Regions from separate parts of the Pan troglodytes genome. Here region 1 is linked to region 2. A link is a contact called in public HiChIP or PLAC-seq data. All regions are on one chromosome and are shown on one strand. The core of a region is the stretch at or near the end of the contact, and the rest is flanking DNA. Distances in the headings are between cores, read along the strand shown. Region 1 holds the start of DCTN6 (dynactin subunit 6). Region 2 holds the start of DUSP4 (dual specificity phosphatase 4).

Region 1 (4,605 bases), core at 1,293-3,792, 820 kb before region 2:
GCAACAGAGTGAGACTCCGTCTCAAAAAAAAAAAAAAAAAAAAAAAAGGAACCAGGCATGGTGCAAAGCTTTCACTGCACTCCAGCCTGAGCGACTCTGTCTCAAAAAAAAAAAAAAAAAAAAAGTCAATCTACTGAAACAACAGAAAATATGTAGCCCTCCTGCTGTATTGGAGAAGAAAGAAAGATTTTAGTAAGATTAGAAGAAAATCACCTGGTCTAACCCTCTCATATTATAGAAGAAAAAACTGAAATTCAGAGACTAGAAATTTCTTGGAGCAGAGTTCATTCCTGGGGCATCACTGTCCTGAAATCAGTCATCTGTCTTCTAGTTGAAAGTTTTCTGGAAACATCCTGTCACTCCAGATGTTTTTCCATGATAAATGAGCGACACTGTCCTTGAATGTATCACCATCTGTAAATGTCATTTCTCTGATACTTTTCATTTAAAGTGGGTTTTTTTGTTAAAATATGCAATTTTATTAAGCCCTGGTCAAATAAATTAGCCTCTATAAAATGTCTCTTGTTTTAGACCTTATTTCTCATTGCAATTTTCCATTTCCTCAGCTTCCTTCTCATTATGAAAAGAGCATTATCTAACACTGAATTTGTCCAGGGCAACTGAGAGTAGGAGAGACTCACAAATGCCCCCTGCCTTCAGTTTTACGCCCAAGGGAGAGATCCCAGGTAATGCTTGCGTCACAATCAGCACACTTCTCAGTGGGGCAGGCCACTAGGCCAACTAAAACGTGGTCCCGATATCTCTGCAAGGACCCCTCTGTATCTCGGAGTGGTGGGAGCAGAGAGGTGAGCCGGCAGATGGGAGGGCAAGACTTAACCTCAGATCTGTAAAAGTAACAAGTCAACAATACCTTAATCTTCACTGTAAGCTACAATCTACTGCTATCTACTGCACATAATATTTATAGTACATCTGTTCCTCTTTAGCTTATGAAAAAAGATTACAGAGTATCTACTTAAATGGAAGAAAAATCTACATTTTAATTTATGGCACCAGAAACAATGTCAGTTTTCTTTGTCAAAAATAGTCAGTAGAGGGAGCTCAACACTGCTGCTGTTCGAAATGGCTTTACTTATGCACTTGTCTCATCCCAGCCACCAACAGCCACCAACAGCCCCCAGCAATGAAGACTACCGGAGAAGAAGCCAAACCTCCTGTCCCCACATGTTTACAAAGGAGCTTGTCCACTCCACGCCTGGCAAAAAATGTCACAGTTCTAAGCTTATACACTATTGGTGGGAATATAAATTAGTTCATCTATTGAAAATAGTATGGTGATTTCTCAAAGGACTAAAGACAAGTACCATTGGACCCAGCAATCCATATAGAGCTACCAATCCAAATGGAACTACCATTCGACCCAGGATCTACTCAAAGGAAACCAGTGTATTAAAAAGACAACTGCACTCCTATGACTATCACTGTACTATTCACAATACCAAAGTATGGAATCAACCTAAGAGTTCATCAACGGACGATTGGATAAAGGAAATGTGGTGTATCTATACGATGGACTACTACAGAGCCATAAAAAAGAAAGGAATCATGTCTTTTGCAACAACATGGATGGAACTGGAGGCCATTACCTTACGCGATAACTCAGAAATAAAATCAAATGCACATGTTCTCACTTTTAAGTGGGAGCTAAAATGAGTACACATAAACATAAAGAGGGAAATAACAGACACTGGGGACTCTAAAAGCAGCGAGGGTAGGAGGGGTTTGAGGGCTGAAAAATTACCCATCTGATACAATGTTCACTATTTGGGTGGTAAGTACACTAGAAGCCAACTTCACCATTACGCAATATATCTATGCAACAAATCTGCGCATGTACTCCTTGCATCTATATAATGTGTGTGTGTGTGTGTGTCACATTTCAAGTCCAGGCGCGGCCCCCCTTTTGACAGCGACCGTAAATCCCTTTACACACCCCACCCTCCAGAGACAGGAAGGGCCTGGGGTGCGGCCAGCACTGGCGTGGGGGTCTCGCAACATGCAGCAGAGAATTCAGCGCCAAGCCGTGGGGTACAGCGGCGCCAAGCACCGCCGATTATGCGGGAGAAGGGAGCCGGCCTCCCCCAGGAAAAAGCTGACGTCACCCTCCCCTCACAGCCCCCCCCACCCCGCCCTCCCGGCCGGGAGACCCCCTCTGCGCAGGCGCATGTGGGGAGGGACCGCCAGACAGGAACAAAAACCTTTCAGGCAGCGACTCCGCGTCCCTTCGCAACCCTCCCCGCCCCCACTCCGTCGCCCCCTCCCTCAGTGGACGCCAGGTCTGGGCTTGAGGTACCTTCAGCCCGAAGGCCCAGGATGAAACACCTTCTGAGTCGCCACCATTGGCGACCAGGAACAGGTTCCACCCCTACGGAAAGCTGAGAAAAGGCTTTTCTCAAGCAGCAGACCCACCTCTTTTGAGTCTTCTCCGCCATGGTACGGCCCCAATTGGAGCGGAGATCGACACCACCGCCTGGGTAGAGCGATAATTACACATGCGATTGGAGAGCCTGGCAGGGTTGGGGGAGGGGCGGAGCCGGGGTGGGGCGGGGATCCGGAAGCTTGCGGCTCTTGTTTGCGTCGCGTCTGGGCGCACAGGACTGTACTTGGCAGCGGTGCGAGGCCGCCCGCGGACTTTAGCCCTGCACAGAGATGGGTAGACCCTAATTTGGAACAGCCATTGACTGGGCACAGGCCAGCACTTTGGGAGGCCGAGAGGCCGAGGCAGGAGGATCGCTCGAGGCCAGGAGTGCCAGACTGCGAGACTAGCCTGGGTAACAAACACAGTGAGACCCTCTCTTCAAAAAAAAAAAAAAAAAAAGCCTGTCACGGTGGCCTGCGCCTGTACCCCAGCTACTCGAGAGGATCGCCTGAGCCCAGTGAAGCTGCAGCGAGCTGTGAGGATGCCACTGCACTCCGGCCTGGGCTAAAAAGCTAGATCGTGTCTCTGATAAAAGAATAAAAGCTGTTTATTGCAATCCAGTCCGCGTCGTTATGCCCTCATTTTACCCACTCGCGTAGGCGTAATTACACTCTAAAGGTATTCCTCTGACCTCGCCGATGCTCCTTTTCAGCCTCTGTCTTTCTCTACTCATTAGGGCTCCTTCTGGCCCTTTTCTTGCTCTATATGAGCGCATCCTTCCTATAGGTTAAGTGTCCTCTACCTGCTTGCTCTCTAATTAATGTCTCTGGTTCTGCCCTCTGTGCCGATCTTCACACCTGACATTCGGTTGACTAATTGACATCTCCGCTCAGAGTCGTATCGAACCTAAAACTTACAGAACATGACTTTCGATTAACACTGCCGTCCTCCCTCCAACCTGCTGCTTTTTTGATCCACACCATTTGCCTAGTTGCTCAAGCCAGACACTCAAGAGTCACCCTGGCACTCCTCACCCCTACATCTATAATAGATCTGCAAGTTCTGCTTGTCCTACCTCGGGTCTCATGCTTACACTTTTGTCTACCCGACCATCTCTCTACTCTCAGCCGATGTGTCTCTCCCAGTTGTTCACTCATTCTGTACTTGGCCTCTGAAATCACACCCCCTCATCTCCCACCCCCAACCCTGATCCAAGTAGTTCTCTTGTAGTCAAAATCATCCTTTAAAAGACAAATTGAGGCCAGGCGCGTGGCTCAAACCGGTAATCCCAGCACTTTGGGGGGCCGAGATGGGAGGATCACTTGAGGCCAGGAGTTGGAGACTAGCCTGGTCAACACAGCAAGATCCCGGCTCTATATTTTTTTTCTATAATGTATTTTTTTAAATGGAAAAAAATTAAAAATAAGAGCCAAAGTCAGTTATTTTATTTCCCCTTCCTCTTGAAATCCAAACTGCTTTCCATAACCTATCTCTGAGCTACATCCAGCCCCTGCCTACTTCACTCTTCCTCTTTCTATGTGTTCAATCACACCCTCATTCTCCAAAAAAGCAAAGCTGACTCTCCACCCCCAACCGCCTCCACTTGCCCCCACCCTAACACCTTCTGACCCTTTATGTCTCGGATGTCACATACTCAGTTTCCAACCAGAGAAACAGAACTAGTAGTAGATGGATATTAAAAGGCTTATTGTAAGGAATTGGCTTACATGATTGTGGAGCCCCAGCTAAGCAAGTCCAAAATCTGTACACTAAGCTGGAATTCTCATGCAAGGGGTGAGGCTATTGTTCACAGGAGGAATTTCTTCAGGGAAGCCCATCTCTGCTCTTATGGCCTTCGACTGATTGAATCAGGCCCACCCAGATTAGCTAGGATAATCTCTCTTCCTTAAAGTGAACTGATGATGGGCTTTAATCACATCCACAAAATACCTTTACAGCAGCATCTAGATTAGTGTTTGACTAATGACTTGGGAATGTAGCCTAACCAAGTTGACACAAAAAACTGACCATCACAATCAGGGAAACCCTCCTTGACTGTCTTAGTTCTTTCTGGCTGCTATAACAAAATACAGTTGGCCCTTTGTATCTGTGGGTTTGACATCTGTGGCTGGTTGACATCAACACATGTTGGATCAAAAATTTGGGGGAAAAAAATTACACAAGTTTCCAAAAAGCAAAACTTGAATTTGCTGCATGCCAAGTGC
Region 2 (4,382 bases), core at 668-3,167:
ACCCCCACAGTCCCATTCAGCAGAATGGGAAACTGGACTCAGACACCTTTTGCCCTCCCCACAGGGAGGCCACGCCGTGCGGCTTTGACCACTGATCTCCCACCCGGAGTGCCCGACGCCCAGGGTCCTGCCACCGGGCAGCCTCGGTCAGTCCACAGTTGTGGCCCCTTCCAGGGCCTGGACTAGGGTGAGCACAAGCCTTGAGCGCAACATTTAAGAAGGGCGCCGAAAAGTCAGTAATCAAAAGAAATATCTTGATGCGATGCCTCTTTAAAAGAAAAAAAAAATGCAAAAAATCCATGATGAATAAAATACTAAATTTTAAAAAGAGAAAGGATCCGTGCAGTGCCATCGTAAGCCATTTTGGAGCCCGGAGCAAAAGGAAATATCACCTTGCCCAAGCGGTGCCCCTACAGCCCATCCGAGTAGGGCCCGGGGGTCGAGGCATTCGGGGCGCAGTGGGGGACGAGGCCAGTCGAAGGTCTCAGAAGTGGAGGCTCCGCCGAGCTCCGGTCGGGGAGTGCAGGGATGGCCCCCGGGACCGGAGGTGAGAGCTCGGGAAAGCCGCTCCGCCCGGAACAAAGGCATGGTGAGAGGGTGAGCTTGGGCGGGAGAGACCCGGCGGGTACCCGTGCCCTCGCTGCCTGGGTCGGGCTTCCACGCGCGCCCCGTAATGGAATACGCTACTCTGCAGCCTCCGAAACTGCGAGCGAGTCCTGTAACTCCCTTGCTCTGTGATTAATTCTCACTAACAAGACTTGGCAAGATGTCGGGCGAATGATTTTTGGCTTCTGCACGGTCCCCACCGCGTGCGTGCACAAACCCCCAGCCAAAAGCTGCCTCTGGGAAATTAAATGCAAAAGAGAAATGGGGATGGGGAGGGCTGCTACGTGACCAGGAAAAAGGGATGCCCAGAAACATGAATCGGACCCAGAGCTGCTGAAGTCCTTTCAAAAGGTCATTCTTTGCGGGTACATTTTCCAAGGTCCAGCTCCGCAACAAATGTGGACCCTGTCATTTCCTAAAAGGATAATTCACAACTATGCAAGATAGGGTGAAGACGTTTCCCAAACCCGAAAACCTTGTTTTTCCCCCGACCAGGGTTAAATAAACATCTTTTAGGAAGCGTGGACAGGAGCGCAGCCTGCTCTCCTCCCTCGGAACACCATTCCGGCAATTAATGCCTCCCTTTGGGTAGTAAAGCAACAAACCCCACACCTCACTCCGATCCTGGGCTTCGGGCGGGAGGACTTTCTCTTTCATCTTCCAAGCAGGGGGTTGCCCACGTTCTTGGGGAAGCTATAAAACTGATTTAATGGCTTTAGATGAAAATCGATCACGCTAATGCATGCGCTAACGTCTCAGGAATCGCATATTCAGAAAGGACTGGCCGGGCCGAAAGCGCACGGGGAGTCTGGGGCTAGGAGGTGTCAGGCCCCGCTGGGTGGGCAGCGGCGCTCCGGTCCCCTCTCCACTTGGGTAACCGGGAAAAACCTACGGGGCTGTCACGCGGGGAAGCGCGAAGGTGCCAAGGGATGAAAGCTCAAACCCGAGCCCTGGCCTCCTCAGCCGGCTATTTCCTTTGGCGCCGCCCGCCTAGCGGCGGGGTGCAGCGGCGGCACAGGTGCCGGTGTCGGGCTGGAGGCGCGGCGCAGGCTGGGCCCGCGGGTAGACGGCGAAAGGCGCCGCGCGCTCCATTCACAAAGTCCGGGCGCTGCCCGCCGCTGGCGGCGGGTCGGAGGCCGCCTCCCTCTTCCTCTCGGCCTCGGTTTTATGAATGGGCCTGATGGCGAGCACCCGGCGCCCTGTTTACTCCGCTCTTTGTGACGTCGAGTTCCCGTGACCGGGAGCCAGCGGCCGCGCTCCATTCAAGCTCCGGGGAGGGGGTGGGAGGAGGGGCCCGGAGGGGGCGGGGAGTCAGCGCGGGGGGCGGGGGACGGCGCGGGGCCCGGAATGGAACGGGGCGGGGCCTGGCGGGGTAGTACCTAGCGCCCCCTCCCCCGGGAGCGCGGAGGAGCATTAATAAACCTCTAAGCCGAGGAGAAAACTCTGGCTGGGGCAGTGCGCTGAGCGCCGGAGGAGCGTAGGCAGCGGCAGCGCTGGCGCCAGTGGCGACAGGAGCCGCGCGACCGGCAAAAATACACGGGAGGCCGTCGCCGAAAAGAGTCCGCGGTCCTCTCTCGTAAACACACTCTCCTCCACCGGCGCCTCCCCCTCCGCTCTGCGCGCCGCCCGGCTGGGCGCCCGAGGCCGCTCCGACTGCTATGTGACCGCGAGGCTGCGGGAGGAAGGGGACAGGGGAGAAGAGGCTCGCCCGCGGGAGCCCTTGAGGACCAAGTTTGCGGCCACTTCTGCAGGCGTCCCTTCTTAGCTCTCGCCCGCCCCTTTCTGCAGCCTAGGCGGCCCGGGTTCTCTTCCTCGCGCGCCCAGCCGCCTCGGTTCCCGGCGACCATGGTGACGATGGAGGAGCTGCGGGAGATGGACTGCAGTGTGCTCAAAAGGCTGATGAACCGGGACGAGAACGGCGGCGGCGCGGGCGGCAGCGGCAGCCACGGCACCCTGGGGCTGCCGAGCGGCGGCAAGTGCCTGCTGCTGGACTGCAGACCGTTCCTGGCGCACAGCGCGGGCTACATCCGAGGTTCGGTCAACGTGCGCTGCAACACCATCGTGCGGCGGCGGGCTAAGGGCTCCGTGAGCCTGGAGCAGATCCTGCCCGCCGAGGAGGAGGTACGCGCCCGCTTGCGCTCCGGCCTCTACTCGGCGGTCATCGTCTACGACGAGCGCAGCCCGCGCGCCGAGAGCCTCCGCGAGGACAGCACCGTGTCGCTGGTGGTGCAGGCTCTGCGCCGCAACGCCGAGCGCACCGACATCTGCCTGCTCAAAGGTAAACGAGGGCTCCGGGCGCTAGCTGGAGTCGGGGAGATGGAGGGGGTCTTGGCGGCCTATGCCTTATTGGCACGGGAAGGAGTCCCCGGCGTGATTCGTGGTTGCGGGGATCCCCGCGCGCCCCTTTGTGTGTGTTGGTGTGTAGGGGTTTGCAAGGTTTCTGTGCAAGTGCGAGGTTCAAGTCCTCAGAGACAGTGCGGACGGGTTTCTCCGGTCACCTGCAATTCCGCACCGTCCTAGCGAGGCCCCGTTTATTGACATTAACGGTCCTAGCCTCGAGGATGAAGCGACTCCTCTGCGCGGTCCATCTTGAGTCCCGGGAACAGTTTCCAAGTACCACGGGGCGCGTGGGGACAAGATAGGCCTGTTGGTTTGGCGTGCTGGGGCCCTACACTGAGCCGGACCGGGAGAATCCCAGAGGTGGAGAAAAGGTGAAGAGGGGTGGGCGCCGAGGTACAATTGGCCTTGCCAGTTTCACTGAAAACAAGACCCTGGCAAATGCAGAAAGGGAGATTGGTTTGCACACACTGTGTAGAGCGATCTGTATCTGCGTTCCCGCTGCCCAACTCCGAGCTCAGCTTGGAAGGTGGCCAATCCCCGTCCCGGGCTAGATCCAGGCTCTGGGAGCGGGAGGCTGAAGGACTGGGTATCTGGGGGACGCCGGGCGGAACCGGTCCTCTAGCGCCTGCAAATCCCGGCAGCGGAGAATGATCACCTTTTGTTCAGCCCGGATTTTCGACTATCTGATGGCGGCGCGTGCCGGATTTTAGCGAGCCCTGGCGAAACTCTCGGCGGCGAGGCTGTCTTGTCACATTTGGTAGTCGGAAATCCTGGAAAAATCGCGTGCTGTCCGAGTCCCTGGAGGGACCTGGCGCCCGCCACACCTGCAGGGCAGGGTGGGTCCGCGGCCCTCGGGCTAGGGAGCGGGCAGGGCGCGTGGGGTCCGGGCGCCCCCCGCCGCGCTGCGCCCCCGCCTCCCGCCGCCGCATTCCGCGCATTCTTCCGCGCGGGTAGGGTCTGCGCTTCCGAGCCCGGGAGGCAGTTCAGACCCCCCCACACCCATCAAAGAGCCGCTCCTCCCCCCGCAGGCGCCTTCGCCGCCTCCCTCCCTTCCTTTCCTTTACGCTCCTCTTCCGACCTGTCCACCAGGGAGGAAGGGAGCTGGAAAGGGGGCGGAAACCTCTCCCCTCCAAAAAGCACAACAAAACTGTTCAGTGCCGAGGAGCCGGGTTCGCCCCTGCCGGACAGCGGGGGGCTTTGTTCCCCGCAGTTGTTTCCTGCCCATTTGACCTGTCAGCTGCTGGGGAAACGCTGCTGTTGACCTTTGGTTGAACTGCTAAGGCGATTTTGCTGATTTTTCTTTCTTTTTCCGCGAGGGCTGTCTTTTGCTCCTCCAAATGAGCCCAGTCCCCCTCCCTTCTCCCCAAAGCGCTCCAAGAGAAAGTGCCAGGAAGGGGCTTGTCCCGGAAGGCCTGGCGGCTGAGCGGGGCCAGGTC

What was found. HiChIP or PLAC-seq counts read pairs in DNA pulled down with a chosen protein or histone mark.
Region 1: a contact with region 2 is called in an H3K4me3 HiChIP or PLAC-seq map of stem cell-derived excitatory neurons, with 3 times the contacts expected there. The contact joins the promoter of DCTN6 here to the promoter of DUSP4 in region 2. A contact is called at or near these places in 1 of 7 Hi-C or Micro-C datasets (stem cell-derived neural progenitor cells) and 1 of 1 datasets of contacts at active chromatin or transcription factors (stem cell-derived excitatory neurons).

What each region holds. Positions count from the first base shown.
Region 1 is chr7:38,528,604-38,533,208 of NHGRI_mPanTro3-v2.0_pri, reverse strand. DCTN6 (dynactin subunit 6) reads right to left here and starts at 2,542. Exons shown (of 7, transcript XM_016959300.4): 1 at 2,431-2,542. The coding sequence starts at 2,453.
Region 2 is chr7:37,711,888-37,716,269 of NHGRI_mPanTro3-v2.0_pri, reverse strand. It overlaps DUSP4 (dual specificity phosphatase 4), which reads left to right and starts at 1,917. Exons shown (of 4, transcript XM_520046.9): 1 at 1,917-2,884. The coding sequence starts at 2,452.